2 separate regions of the Cyprinus carpio genome follow, and region 2 is linked to region 1. The links are chromatin contacts, called in public Hi-C maps. All regions are on one chromosome and are shown on one strand. Each heading gives the region's core, a stretch centred on a gene start, on an enhancer-like site or on the middle of the called end of the contact. The rest is flanking DNA. Distances are from core to core; before and after follow the strand shown. Region 1 holds the start of LOC109112658 (biogenesis of lysosome-related organelles complex 1 subunit 2-like). Region 2 holds the start of LOC109113825 (5'-AMP-activated protein kinase catalytic subunit alpha-2).

Region 1 (6,357 bases), core at 2,354-4,853:
GAATAATGAAGAACTGATAATATTTAAAAGAGGTGAACTTTAATAATTTTTTGATTATTAATAATAGATTTTTGATTATTAGAGGGCACAAAAAATCATGTCTATATACTTTGATAATATATAAGAAATATAATAAAGGTTCCATAATTCATATGGAATTAATATAATAATGTTCCATTATAATAAATGTTTCCACAATTACAATTAAATAATCAATTATCTCAGAATTCTAACTTTTCCCTCAGAACTGATATCTGGCAATTCAGGGAAAAAAGTCACAAATGCAAACTTTCAGTTCTCAGAAAAAGAAAAAAAAAAAAGAATTGTGAGATATGAATTTAGAATTCAGAGGAAAAAAAAAATGTCAGAATTGTAAGAATTTTTTTCTTCTTTTCTGTAGTGGAAACCGGCTATATTAACCACCTGCTATTGTGTGCACCACTGCCACAAGCTTTATATATATATATATATATATATATATATATATATATGCACCACTGCCACAAGCTTCTAGCTTTCAGTCATACAAACCAACAGTAGTTATTTGACAAATTTCAACCAGATTCAGAGGTTAAAAAGGCAAAGTACCACCTGTACCACATCAGGACTAGCACCAATCAAGTGCATACTGTAATAAAAAAAAAAGTGCTTCTGTTAGCTGCATAACAGTAACGTGAAGGACAGCATATCACTTCTTTAAAAGATAAAGAAAACCTGCTATCAGTGAGTAGATCCGGTCTTTATATTGGCTCGGTGTTGTGTTTATGTGTCAAGTGTGTTTAGGTTTAAAGAGCAAATATATCAAGGGAGTAAGAATATCTTTCTAGGTAGAGAGAATAACACTGGGACATTATAAACAGTAAGTGTATGTGTGTGGTCAAAATCGAAGCGAGAAAGAGACATACATTTGGTTTGTTCTTTTAGACTATTTCAAATTATGAAAATATGACACTATAGGACAGTATTTCAATTATTAGATGTAAGATAGTACAGTAATGGTTATGGACTGAAGTGCATGAAACAGCCCCATAGTGATTATTTCGGTATACTGACATTGGAGCCTGAACATATGATACACTGGCCACTATCTCTGTGGATGAGCACCTCACCATACATGGCTCTGGATCTATCACTGTGGCTTATATTCAAATTCAGGTTAAAGGTTGAGGCAGAAAATGTGTGGGCTTCGTCTGCCCTCTGGTGGACGTGAACAGAGGTATGAAACAGTATTTCACAGATATTGTAAAAAATAAACCTAAAAAACTACTTTTGCATGACTATACCATCAATAACATGTAATGCAATGAATCATAATTGCATAAAAGCAGCAGTATAAAATGTAAATTAAGGTAGAAATTGTGAGATGTTTGTTAGCTGCACATTATTAAAATATGTAATAACATTCACTTCACACTTTTTTTTTTCCTTTTAGTTAGGTTAGTTAAGATTTTGAAAATAATTCAAAAGTAATACAAATGCTTAGCAAAACATTCGCTTTTCTTACTGCAAACATACAAAATAATGGGTGAATCATCTTTAACAACATATACTGTAACAAGCTATTGTAAATACACTGTACAGATTTATCTATATTCATGCATTTTGAAATCAGAAGTTGGTCTGGAAGCTGACACTCCTGCCCTGTGCAGTCTAGCCTGTGTAGCATCTGATCAATAAATGTGCATTCAATATTATGTACCTAAGGTTACTTGCTGCACAATCCATAACCTAGCGAGACTAATACGCTGCCATAGCGTGTGTGATATCGGTCTGAAGATTGTTTAGTGCATAAAACAAACACAATCTCTGAGATTCCCAGATACATTTGGAGGAGGACTACTTTGAAGGAGTTCCTGGTCACTTTCACCGCTTCTCCAGTTTCTTAAACTTGGCCTCTGTGAAGAAACACACAAATAGAAGTAACTGCACAAGTGAAACACAAAATACTGAGCGATTCAGTTACACATTTGAATGTTATATTAATCTCACAAAATGAGCTCACTACTATAACGGAAAAGGGACCCGAGCATCAATTTTGGTCTCATCTAATGTCCATTTAATCAACTGTTCAGTGATTAATCCAGGGGTATTTCATTTTTCAAAAGGTCCAGTCTCGGCATTTGTTGATCTCTTAAACATAATATGAGTAATGCTATAACTGTCTAAAGATCTACATACAAAGAAACAAATTATTTCATTAAATTATACATCTAAAACTTATCATATCAAATTATCATAAACTGGTTTGCACCCTATTGTCATGACTGTCATCATATTGTTTTCTGTACAGTGTGTTTACAAACCTAATGGTGTCCTTCATCGCTTTTAATCAAATTAAATATAAAATATATAAAAGCAAATAATAAAACAGTAAAAGAGCTCTTAGTACTCACCCAGTTTCTTTGAATATGTGTCTAGTTTATAAGCAGCCTGTTCCAGAGCCGTAACCTGCTCTTCGATCTGGTTAATCTGATCCAGATAAGGCTGCAAACTGGCATCTAGAGCAAAAAAAAGAGGACATCATTTAAAACAATCAATATATGGCTTGCATACTCGCTTATTAGCACAAAAATAAATGCATGCAATGATAACAGTGATGTTCATAAACACAAGTGTACTTTGAACATTATGATAAGACAATCTGGTTGGGAAAAAAAGAAGCTTAATGTCATATTAACAACATACATTGGTTGATTTGATATATTGCTGCCACATTTCTCACATTTCTGGTTGAGATCTTGTAGATTGCGGCTGATGTTGATGGATATGTCCTTCATCTCCATGTACTTCAGACTGGTGAGTTTGTTCATGTTCTCCAGGAGCTTGTAGTCCTCACAGGTTGCTGAGCAAACAGAACAAATATTACACACGGAGTTCTATATAAACAGAAAGAGAGAGACATATATTCATTATTCTTCTATTATCATTACCGGTGAGCTCTCCCTGTAAGAAAACTGACATTTTGTCAAACATGTCTCTGCAGAGCTCATTGATATCAGGTTCAGCGGGTTCAGTGGCCTCCTCCGCCGTCTCCACTCCTCCGTCATCTGTTACAGACAGCAGACACTTTTAGTGAGCAGAGTTTTTAAGCACTAAATGTATTTATCTAGTTAGACAGCTTACTGGGTTTTGAGACACAGACACAGTCTAGTGACAAATGTACACAAAACGCATCGTTCTCTTTGGAAACAGAACAAGTCAAACACCCAAAACAGGGTGCATTCGCTCAAAAATAAGCGACAAACACAACCTGACGTTGCAATAGCTGCACTGGAAAGCTGAGAGAATCTCTACTACAGATGAAGCTGCAGTGACTTGCACACAGGCTGATTTATTTACAAAAGCAGCTTACTGTTAGTACTGGGTCTTTTGGCTTTTGGGTTCTCTGTCGCATCGTCTCTCCTGTGCTCCTGCTCGTGCTCGTGCTCGGGCTCGGGCTCGGCTGTGAGCTGGAGGTCGGTCGGGGGAGCGGGCGCTTTGCAGATGCTGTCCATCACTGCGGACTCATCTCCTGTAGCTGCCATTTTCAGCTCACATGATCACATGACCAGAACCAGTTTCACGTGACTCCTCGTTTCTGTCTTTTTTTCTTATGCAGTGAAATTAAATCGAATTGTTTTTTTAAGAAAAATCTGGTGTAGCGAAGCTGAGATAACACTTTATTATTTATGAAGCGTTACGATAATATGTGAAAACAATTACAAAGTAATCAGATTTGTTACTCTTACTTCTTTTGTATGTAATATTCTTTTTGACATGCATATCAGATACAGTTCCCAAATACAGAATGTGAAACTTAAAGGTGTATCATGAATTAATAAAGTATAGGTCAAAAACACGTTTCATATGCCGATATGGGTGGGGCTGCGTGACAACGCTGCCAATTTAAAAAGAGTGAAGCACAGAACAATGAGCTTCTATGATATGTATTTCCGCCCGAGTGCTTTTCAAAATAATTATTAATGCGAAATTGGATTAGTACTCGGAATTTTGTCCTCGTGTCTTTTTGTGTGGATTCTAAATGTAGTGATATATATATAGTGCTGTCAAAAAAGCTTTTTTTTTTTTTATAATATGTTTACAGACATGCATATATATTAAAAAAATATGTTTTGTTTATATATAAAATATATTTATATAATATTAATATATATATGTGTGTGTGTGTGTGTGTGTGTGTGTGTGTGTTTATATATGTGTGTGTGCATTTATATATACATAAGAAATATACACATTTCACATATATTATATAAACTAAAATGTTATTTCTATGTGATTAATCGTGATATATTGTGTGTGTGCATTTATATATACATAAGAAATATACACATTTCACACACACACACATATATATATATAAAGATAATACATTTCAGATTACATTAAATATTTTTTTAATTTTATTGATTCATTAAATTCAAACTAATTCAAAAAGCACAATAAACTAATAACTTAAACAACTGATCAATAAATAATCCACTTAAAATATATCCAGTTTCTTCTTTAAAAGAATGATACTATAACATGAAATGTGTGTTATATAGTACACTTTGAGTCATATTTTACTAATTTTCACACACATATTAATGATAAGGGAAATATTATTATTCACACTTTATGATGTTGAATGAATGTATCTACTGATTATTTGTATTATTAATTTACTTGTGTTGCTTGTTTCTTTATTTTATTATTTTATTTAAGTCATTATTTTATATACATGCATTTTTCTTACAATTTATATGTATTATTATTATTATTATTATTATTATGAAGGTTTTTTTTTGTACCTTTGTTTTGAAAAGACTATCCGTCTACACCCTCCTAGCGTTCCATTGGCGTCGCCCGCTTCACAGGTTTGGCGTGGCCCTCTCTCAGCCCGCTGCCCTCTGCCTGTGACGGGAATCCATCGTGACAGGATACCAGCAGCACCACCGACTGTAAACATGGCGGCGTGCACAGCCAGATGCCTGTGCTATGTGCCCCCTTACTGAAGCCCGGATCATCGACACACTTCCATGATGGAGACAGAGGAGGAGCAGCACATGACCACGCTGTTATGCATGGGCTTCCCAGACCCGGTGGCCATCCGGAAAGCTCCGCCTGGCCAAAAACGACATCAACGAGGCTGTAGCGCTGCTCACCAACGAAAGCCCGGGACTCGGATACGGCTACGAGCCGATGGAAAGCGGCCCATCCCCGAGCTCCGGCCTCAGCGGAGACGGCGAGAGCAGCGGGCGCACGGGCACCGGAGGGTTTGATCCTCCGCCTGCGTATCACGATGTCGTGGAAAGTGAGGTATGATTATGAAACGCATGCATTTGGGATCATTCGCACGGTTGCTTGAGGCGGAACCACCGGGGCTGTCAAAAACCGGAGGGAAAGGCGCGCGCACGCCTTTATCGCCTCTGCATAAGCATGTAACGTTATTACCTGTTGTGCATGTGCATGCAACACCTGACAAGGATGTCAAGATATTTTCTCTTAACGTTACATGCTTATGCATGCTTTAGCAGGTTACGAAGAAATTCAGCAGAGGCATTCATTCACATGGCAGCAGAAGTTGTAGTATCTTGGGGGATGGGTGTTCGTAGATTGCATTTAAACGCGTGACTTTGTTAGAGTTTACTTTGTTTTTATTTGCGCGTTGAAAGGGAAGCATTCAGCCAATGGAGTGTTTTTCCTCTTGATCAATTATTAAACTAATGTCTGTCTTGCTGTTGAGTAATAGGAGGAAACGTGTGGCTGATGATTTGTCTGTCTTGCTGTTATGATTCATGTAAGGTTGTTCAGATTCCAAATCTCAAGAGTAAACTACTTTTTAAAATACTCGTAATCAGTACATTAGACTTACACAGTTTGCATTGTCATTTCTGTTATGTTAAACCTCTGATTCTTCAAGTCCGCGGAGAAGCCAATACTCAGAAGACAACAAGATAATGTTACTGGGTTGACAATTAGACAGACAGTGTGATGAGATTAATTTGCTGTCCACGGAAATAGTCCTAGCAAAATTCACATGTTCTTTAATATATTTTTTGTGTGTGCATTGGAGTCTCGCCCCTAGTCATTCCCACGTAAGAGATGAACAAACACTTTAATTAACATTAACACATTAATTAATGTATTGTTTGTTCGTTTGTATACGCGCGCAAGGTTTGGATGTGATGTCTTCTGTTCTTAGTGTGTCTCTGGTCTGCCTAATTCATCCTTCCTCATTAGTGTCTTGAGATTGAAAGCAGGAATTCATCAAATGTATGTTTGGAATGGCATTAAATGTTGCATTGATACAGTCATCACTTCTACGAATGAATGGATATTGCTGTAAAATTTCATGTTTTTCAATATTGTTTTTTT
Region 2 (6,357 bases), core at 1,839-4,338, 210 kb before region 1:
ATATAATAATCAGGCTTCTTTGATGAATAGAAAGTTCAAAACAACAGCATTTATTTCAAAAAGATAATTGTCGGAAATACATAAATGTGCATGAATATGCTTTTTTTTTTTTTTAAATATGATTATATATAGTCATATTTATAAAAAAATATATATATATATATTCATGTAGGTCACATTACATGTTAACACTGAAATTCTTGTTAGTCTTGTTAGCCTTATTTACATAAAAATCTTGTGGTATAAGAAAAAAAGTACAAAAAAAAGTACAAATGCAGATTTGTTGGAGCTATTTCTCCATATTCTGACCCTTAAAATGACTTTGATTGGTATAACCTAATGTAGTCAGGTTGATTCCATCATATTAAGTAATATTTCAGACCTAAATAAAGCTGTATTTTTAGGTTAGGATTTTTACAGTGACAAAATAGGATACTCCATTCACTGCCTGAGCTACATAAATGAAATAATGAATAGTCAGTGCTGCACCCATGTCTACTAACAGTTGAAGGGACACTTGCAAACAAATGTGCTTCCCTTGTGGATATTTAAGTCCAATGACACCCTAAGCATGCAGTATGGAGAGAGTTTAAGTGGCTATATTCATATAACACACAGCACTGCTCTAATGCAGGACCTGCAGTCTTTACTGGCAATGAATAAGCAGTTTTTAAACTGTTAATAAACTGTTTTCAGTATTACGGTGGATTATTTGTTAGCTTGTGTGGGTTTCTCTGATAAGTTACATCACTTGAATGAACTTACTGTAAACCCCAGTCATGGGATCTCATGTGGAGCCTAATAAGGCTGTTAAACTTGATAAAATTCCTTAGCCTCTCCTCAAGGACGTTTGCTCTACTGGTGATTGATGAATAATGCAGTGTTCAACCTGTTTTTGCTAGTGTTAAACTTTGGATTTGTCTCAAAATTCAAAAAACAACCTGTCTACCTAGACAGCAATAACCCCTATAAACATACATGTCTCTTCATTATCTAAAGGCAAGGAGAATCTTCTATCTGTGTATCTGGACGAAGAAAGCAGACAACTTAGCCTGTACCTGTTCAAAAATGCATTGCAATACCTATATTTTTCTTCTTAATCAAAATAGCCAGGTACCTTTAAAGGTGGGCATATGATGCGATTTCAAGTTGTCCTTTCTCTTTGGAGTGTTACAATCTGTTCATGAATAGATCTCTAAAGTTGCAAAGACTAAAGTCTCAAACCCAAAGAGATATTCTTTATAAAAGTTAAGACTTGTCCACGCCCTCCTAAAACGCCTCATTTAAACACACCCCCACATGTCTATGTCATGATGTGGGAAGATTTGCATAACACTTTTCTTTTCTTTCGCTATTGGAGCAAATGGGAACACAAAAGCAATATTTGTTGTAGTTCCCATTCATCACGGCAGAGGATACCCATGACAACTTCCGCTTTTGAGAAGCATGAAAAAATTTAAAAGTTTGCATATCTGGTAAAAAAAAATCTAAAATTCTTCTGCAGAGTAATCTCCGCCAATCAGAGATCTGACAAGCACATCATGCCAAAAGAACAGTTTAGTGCCCGCCCACTCTTTGTGGAGAAGTGCGAATGAATACATCATTCCCTACGCTCTCAGAATACATAAAACTATGCATAATATGCAACATAATATGCAATAAAAATGAATATAAGATTATGTCTTTAAATTTTAATTTGTCATTCGCAATGCGTCATGGGATTGTAATTCTTTCTCGAATTAAGGCCATTAAGCACGCCAGGGGTTCTCAACTATGGCCCTCGAGGTCCAGTCTTGTTCCTTTGTCTTTTTTTCTGATTTTTGAGTGCTTTTTTGCTTCAAATCAAAACTTCTAACACTAATTGTTTTGGTTTATGGCTCTTAAACAGACTTTTCAAAAGTCCCAATGAGAAAAAAATACTTCAGGAACCATGGCCACTGAAAAAGTGGGTGGGCCCTGTTGCACTCTATAGAATGACGCTGGGGTAAGAAGGGAATGATTCTCCAGGGGGCCTGCCTGTCAGACACCTGGGTTCCTGTAGCAGCTGAGCAAGAACCACTGAGATGAATGGGAATGTTTTACAGTCTAAAAATTCTGCACACGCAAACATGCTGTCTAGGCAGGCATCTCAGTAGTTTTGAAAACACAGCATTTGTTGTTCTTGAGGTGAAATAATGCACACAGGGCACCATATCCGTGCGAAACGTCATTTGCAAAATGAGCGGCATTTCCAGTCGCACTTAGAATAGAAAATGACTGCAAGGTCAAAGCAGCGCTGCAGGTAAAATACACTAAATATAGCATTTATTCCGGTGCTGCTTTTCAAATAATCTGAAGAATATACGTTTGAGACAAACGTTTTAAAGATTCAACAATTTGGGTGCTTGAAATTTATGCGAAAAAAAAAAAAAACATTAAAAGAGCGCAGCCCAATGAATGATCGCACTTCAGGGAGGATGACATTGCATTAAAATGTGTAAAATATCAAATATTGAGGCGGCGTAAGTACGTGAGACCTATATATTCCCGAAATGACAGATAGTTTCCCAAATGCTGTGATATTAAACATGTACACAAACACGATTGCAAGTGTAGCGTCTACTGTGGTGCTGAAAGAATTTTTCAGCTCTGCGTCGTATTCACTAACAGCCTACGCACTCTATGCGCCTGGAGGACGTTAGCGGAGGCTCTTCCTACGCAATCCATGCTACGTAAATTGCGCAGAACGTCCGCCGGCAAGTTCAGCACTAGCCACCCCGAAAACATACGTTCGCACTTCCGTCCCATGCAACATTCAAACACGTATAGTAAATGCATAGACTTAACTCTTCACTTTTCCAAATGTCCCGACTCCCAGCGTGTCTCCGAGGATGTAGTGTCCTATCTTTACCCTGCCTTCGTGTTTCTGCTTTTCAGCCATTTTACTACGTGAGATCCTCGGGCTGCCTCACAGGAGGCAGGATTGAGCTTTACTAAACCCCTCTAAGTGCTGATCTGAATTCAGCTTCAGGGGAACTCTGTAAACTCTACACATACAGACAGCTCTCGGATCAGCTGATAAGGCGTTAACTGCTGGGAAAGGGGGCGGTTTAGGTAAACAAGACTGTTCCCCTCACTGGTTACCTCACATAGCCTACACGTCACAGCTTTACTTACAGTTAAATATAACAACATTTCCACTTCATCAGTGATGGTTTAGTATAATTATATTGTTAGTTTTTATATACTATTATAGTTTTTATACATATTTTGAATTGCTTTTTATTTTTATATTTCCTTTATAATTTTAGCCTAGTGTTTTTGTTGTGCATTTTATCATGCATGTTTTTTTTTTTTATTTATTTATTTATTTATTTATTTATTTATTTATTTTACATAGTTTTTATTCATTTTATTTCAGTTCGAGTTATTTTAGTTCATCAAGTTCAATGAAATGAAAATGAGGAATGTTGCTTTGGCAACTAGCTGCTATAAATATTAATTAAATCGTTTATTTTAGTTTTAGTTAACTATAATTGCCCTAACTATAATAACCATTTTATAATAACATAACTACAACATACCATTTCATTTGATTTTTATCTCTTTTTTTTTATAAACATTGTGACATTACATGACATTTACTGGGCATTTAAGACTTTTTATAACCATAATAACACATTACTTCATAGAGTAAAATAATATAATAAAGCTAGAAAATATAAAATATAAAGAGATGTGTGTTGTTTAAAGAAACATAACTACTGTCGTGACAAGGAAGTGTTAATTTAAAATAAAAATAAAAAATCATACAATTTCACAGCTGCACAATTTTTTATCAACAGATTTTGTTGTCATATATTTACAAAAACCTTTATAATACCAGGCAAAATCAAGCCTGATCTGAGTTCATGTAAGTAATAGTATTACAGTATTTTATAAGTAAATAGTTATTAGTAAGTGAACATGTTGAATCTAAATGTGTTGAACAGATAAAATTATTCTTATAAGTTATATATACAGTTATATAGTTTAGTCTATTTGTCCCAGTAAACCAGTGCCCTCCAACATGTCTTTAAAGTCGTACATTGGCACATTTTTGTAGGCTACATTTTGTAACTTGCACAGTCATGGATTGTCAGAAGTTGACTTATGTGTAAAGGCTATATGCGCTGTACACAACTGAAACGGTTTATTTGAGATATATATTACACAGCACTGCACATTTTGCATGTGTCCTTGTCTGACACACTTATTTCAGGTCTTGGAGCCTGGGAACAACTGGTCTAATATTATTCAAGCGTATTAGTGTATTACATGCTTTTCACCTCTAGATGGAAGTGCTTCATCAGTGTTGAGGTGGAGGGATGTTACAGTGGCATCCAATTTATCGGCATCCTGATTCAAGCCAAGAATAGCTTTATATTTGGGGGTGGGGGTTATATTAGAAAATACATGTGACTACATTGGGATATGCATAAAAGAAAGAGAAAGAAAGAGTTGTGTTCAAGCCACCTTTGCTGCAATAGCATGATAATTTATTTATTTATTTTAGGTTTCCTGCAGTTTAGTCAATTGATTCTTGAACACCACAATTATCTTATATAGTGCCTAGATCCTCTGTTGGATTGGGGTCTTTGACACGGCCATTGTAGGCCATTTTCCTCACTGTGCTGTTGCTAGTCAAATGTTAATTTAATCTTTATGGGTGGGATCATTGTCCTGCAAAAAGTTGAACTTCTACCATGCTTACATTTTTAAAGACCACTTCTATTGCAGCTTTTCCCTGTGCTTTAGAGTTTCACATCCTTTACATTTAATGTGTTTTGGATCACTCACTAAATAAATAAATAATAACAGACAAATGGTTTAATAAACTAAAAACCCATTAATTTAGTACAACACCGTGGACAATACGAAAATTTGCCACAAAGCACATTTAAATACAGAGTTTCAAGAAATTGTTTATTATTATTATTATTAGGCTATTATTAACAAAAATTGTTTAAAAATCAAAGTATTTACATTTTTTAAAGGAAATGCATTTTATGAATACTACTTTCATTACTTATACTATTTATGAATGACACATAGAATATCAAGGGATGAAATGATTTATCAGAGGAAATCGAAACCCACAGGCTTTCTGCTCCCTTTAACGCCCCGCGACGTGACTTCCCGGTAAATGAGAGAGCGGCGTGGTCACGGTTCCGAGCAGCGGGCGCTGGGGGCAGTGCAGCTCGCTGTGTCCTGGAGGGCTGAGGGCTTCATTCATCCAGCGCGGCTCAGGACAGGAGAAGGGGGGCGAACGCTTACTGAAGGAAAGGAGGTGGAGCCCAGAGGAGGATTCATAAACTGGAGTTCATCTCCTAGTTTTAAAACGCCGCTCTCAGTTCAAACCTTCAAGTAGCCTAGAACCAGAACTAAACTTAACTAACCGACTCAAAGCGACTCATCATTCAGAAAGGTAACTTACCGCTCCGGAACACTGCGGCTTCACCGGACAAAGTTGAATGAACTTGATTGCACGGACAACTCATTGTTTTCACTAACTTTTCAGGACGTCTTCCCACTTAAAAAGCCGGGACTTTAACTCCCTCAAACTCTATACGACACGTTCTTGCTGACAAGACCACTGAAATCTCTGGGATTTTAGGAGAAAGACATCCGGAGGAACTCTCTCAAATGCAAAACTATATGTATGAGAAGGCGATGGCACCCGAAACAAGAAACGGAGGAACATCCACGTTAAATAACAACGGCGTAGACAACAGCAAGAGGAAACTCTTGATAGCACTAGACATCTTCTGCCTTGTTCTGGGTGAGTGTCCAACACACAAACATTTGTAACAGTAAAACCCGCATTATGTCTAAAATCAATGCACCATACGCAGATTTACATAATAGTAGTTTGCAATTGAACACTCTCTAATGTGAAAGTGGTTTAATTTTTATGGTGTTATTTATATTGTTGTTTATGTATTATTTTAAATATATCTCAATATACATAGGCTACTAAGAAAATAACGTTAAAAATGAATCACTTTTATTATAATTGTTATTATTATTCTTATGTGTTATGATATGTGTGTGTGTATATGTATATATATATATATATATATATATATATATATATATATATATATATATATATATATAGGCCTGTATTATTTATTAGTCTATTTTTGCACAGCAATACAGAATGCTGGGGAGAGGAATATGTCAAATTGCAGATAAAAATAAAACAATAAAAAAAGGGAAAATAGTACACGTTTTGTGCGACAAAATGAACCAGGTGGAATAAATGTTCCGAACTGAAGTTAAACTGGTTTAACTGTTAATCTATAGGAAAGCATGAAAGCTGAAGTAAATAAACTG

What was found. A called contact is a pair of places that touch in the nucleus more often than the background predicts.
Region 2: a contact with region 1 is called in a Hi-C map of liver, with 8 times the contacts expected there. The contact joins the promoter of LOC109113825 here to the promoter of LOC109112658 in region 1. A contact is called at or near these places in 5 of 8 Hi-C or Micro-C datasets (liver and skeletal muscle).

What each region holds. Positions count from the first base shown.
Region 1 is chrA20:9,749,596-9,755,952 of ASM1834038v1, reverse strand. LOC109112658 (biogenesis of lysosome-related organelles complex 1 subunit 2-like) reads right to left here and starts at 3,603. Exons shown (of 5, transcript XM_019125564.2): 1 at 3,353-3,603; 2 at 2,931-3,047; 3 at 2,723-2,842; 4 at 2,394-2,498; 5 at 1,268-1,895. The coding sequence starts at 3,524. The coding sequence ends at 1,864. LOC109112960 (ubiquitin carboxyl-terminal hydrolase 24-like) reads left to right here. Exons shown (of 74, transcript XM_042777233.1): 6 at 4,829-5,095; 7 at 5,097-5,298. The coding sequence starts at 5,019.
Region 2 is chrA20:9,960,142-9,966,498 of ASM1834038v1, reverse strand. LOC109113825 (5'-AMP-activated protein kinase catalytic subunit alpha-2) reads right to left here and starts at 3,088. Exons shown (of 9, transcript XM_042777568.1): 1 at 2,827-3,088. The coding sequence starts at 2,920. LOC109113307 (phospholipid phosphatase 3-like) reads left to right here and starts at 5,243. Exons shown (of 6, transcript XM_042777567.1): 1 at 5,243-5,800. The coding sequence starts at 5,665.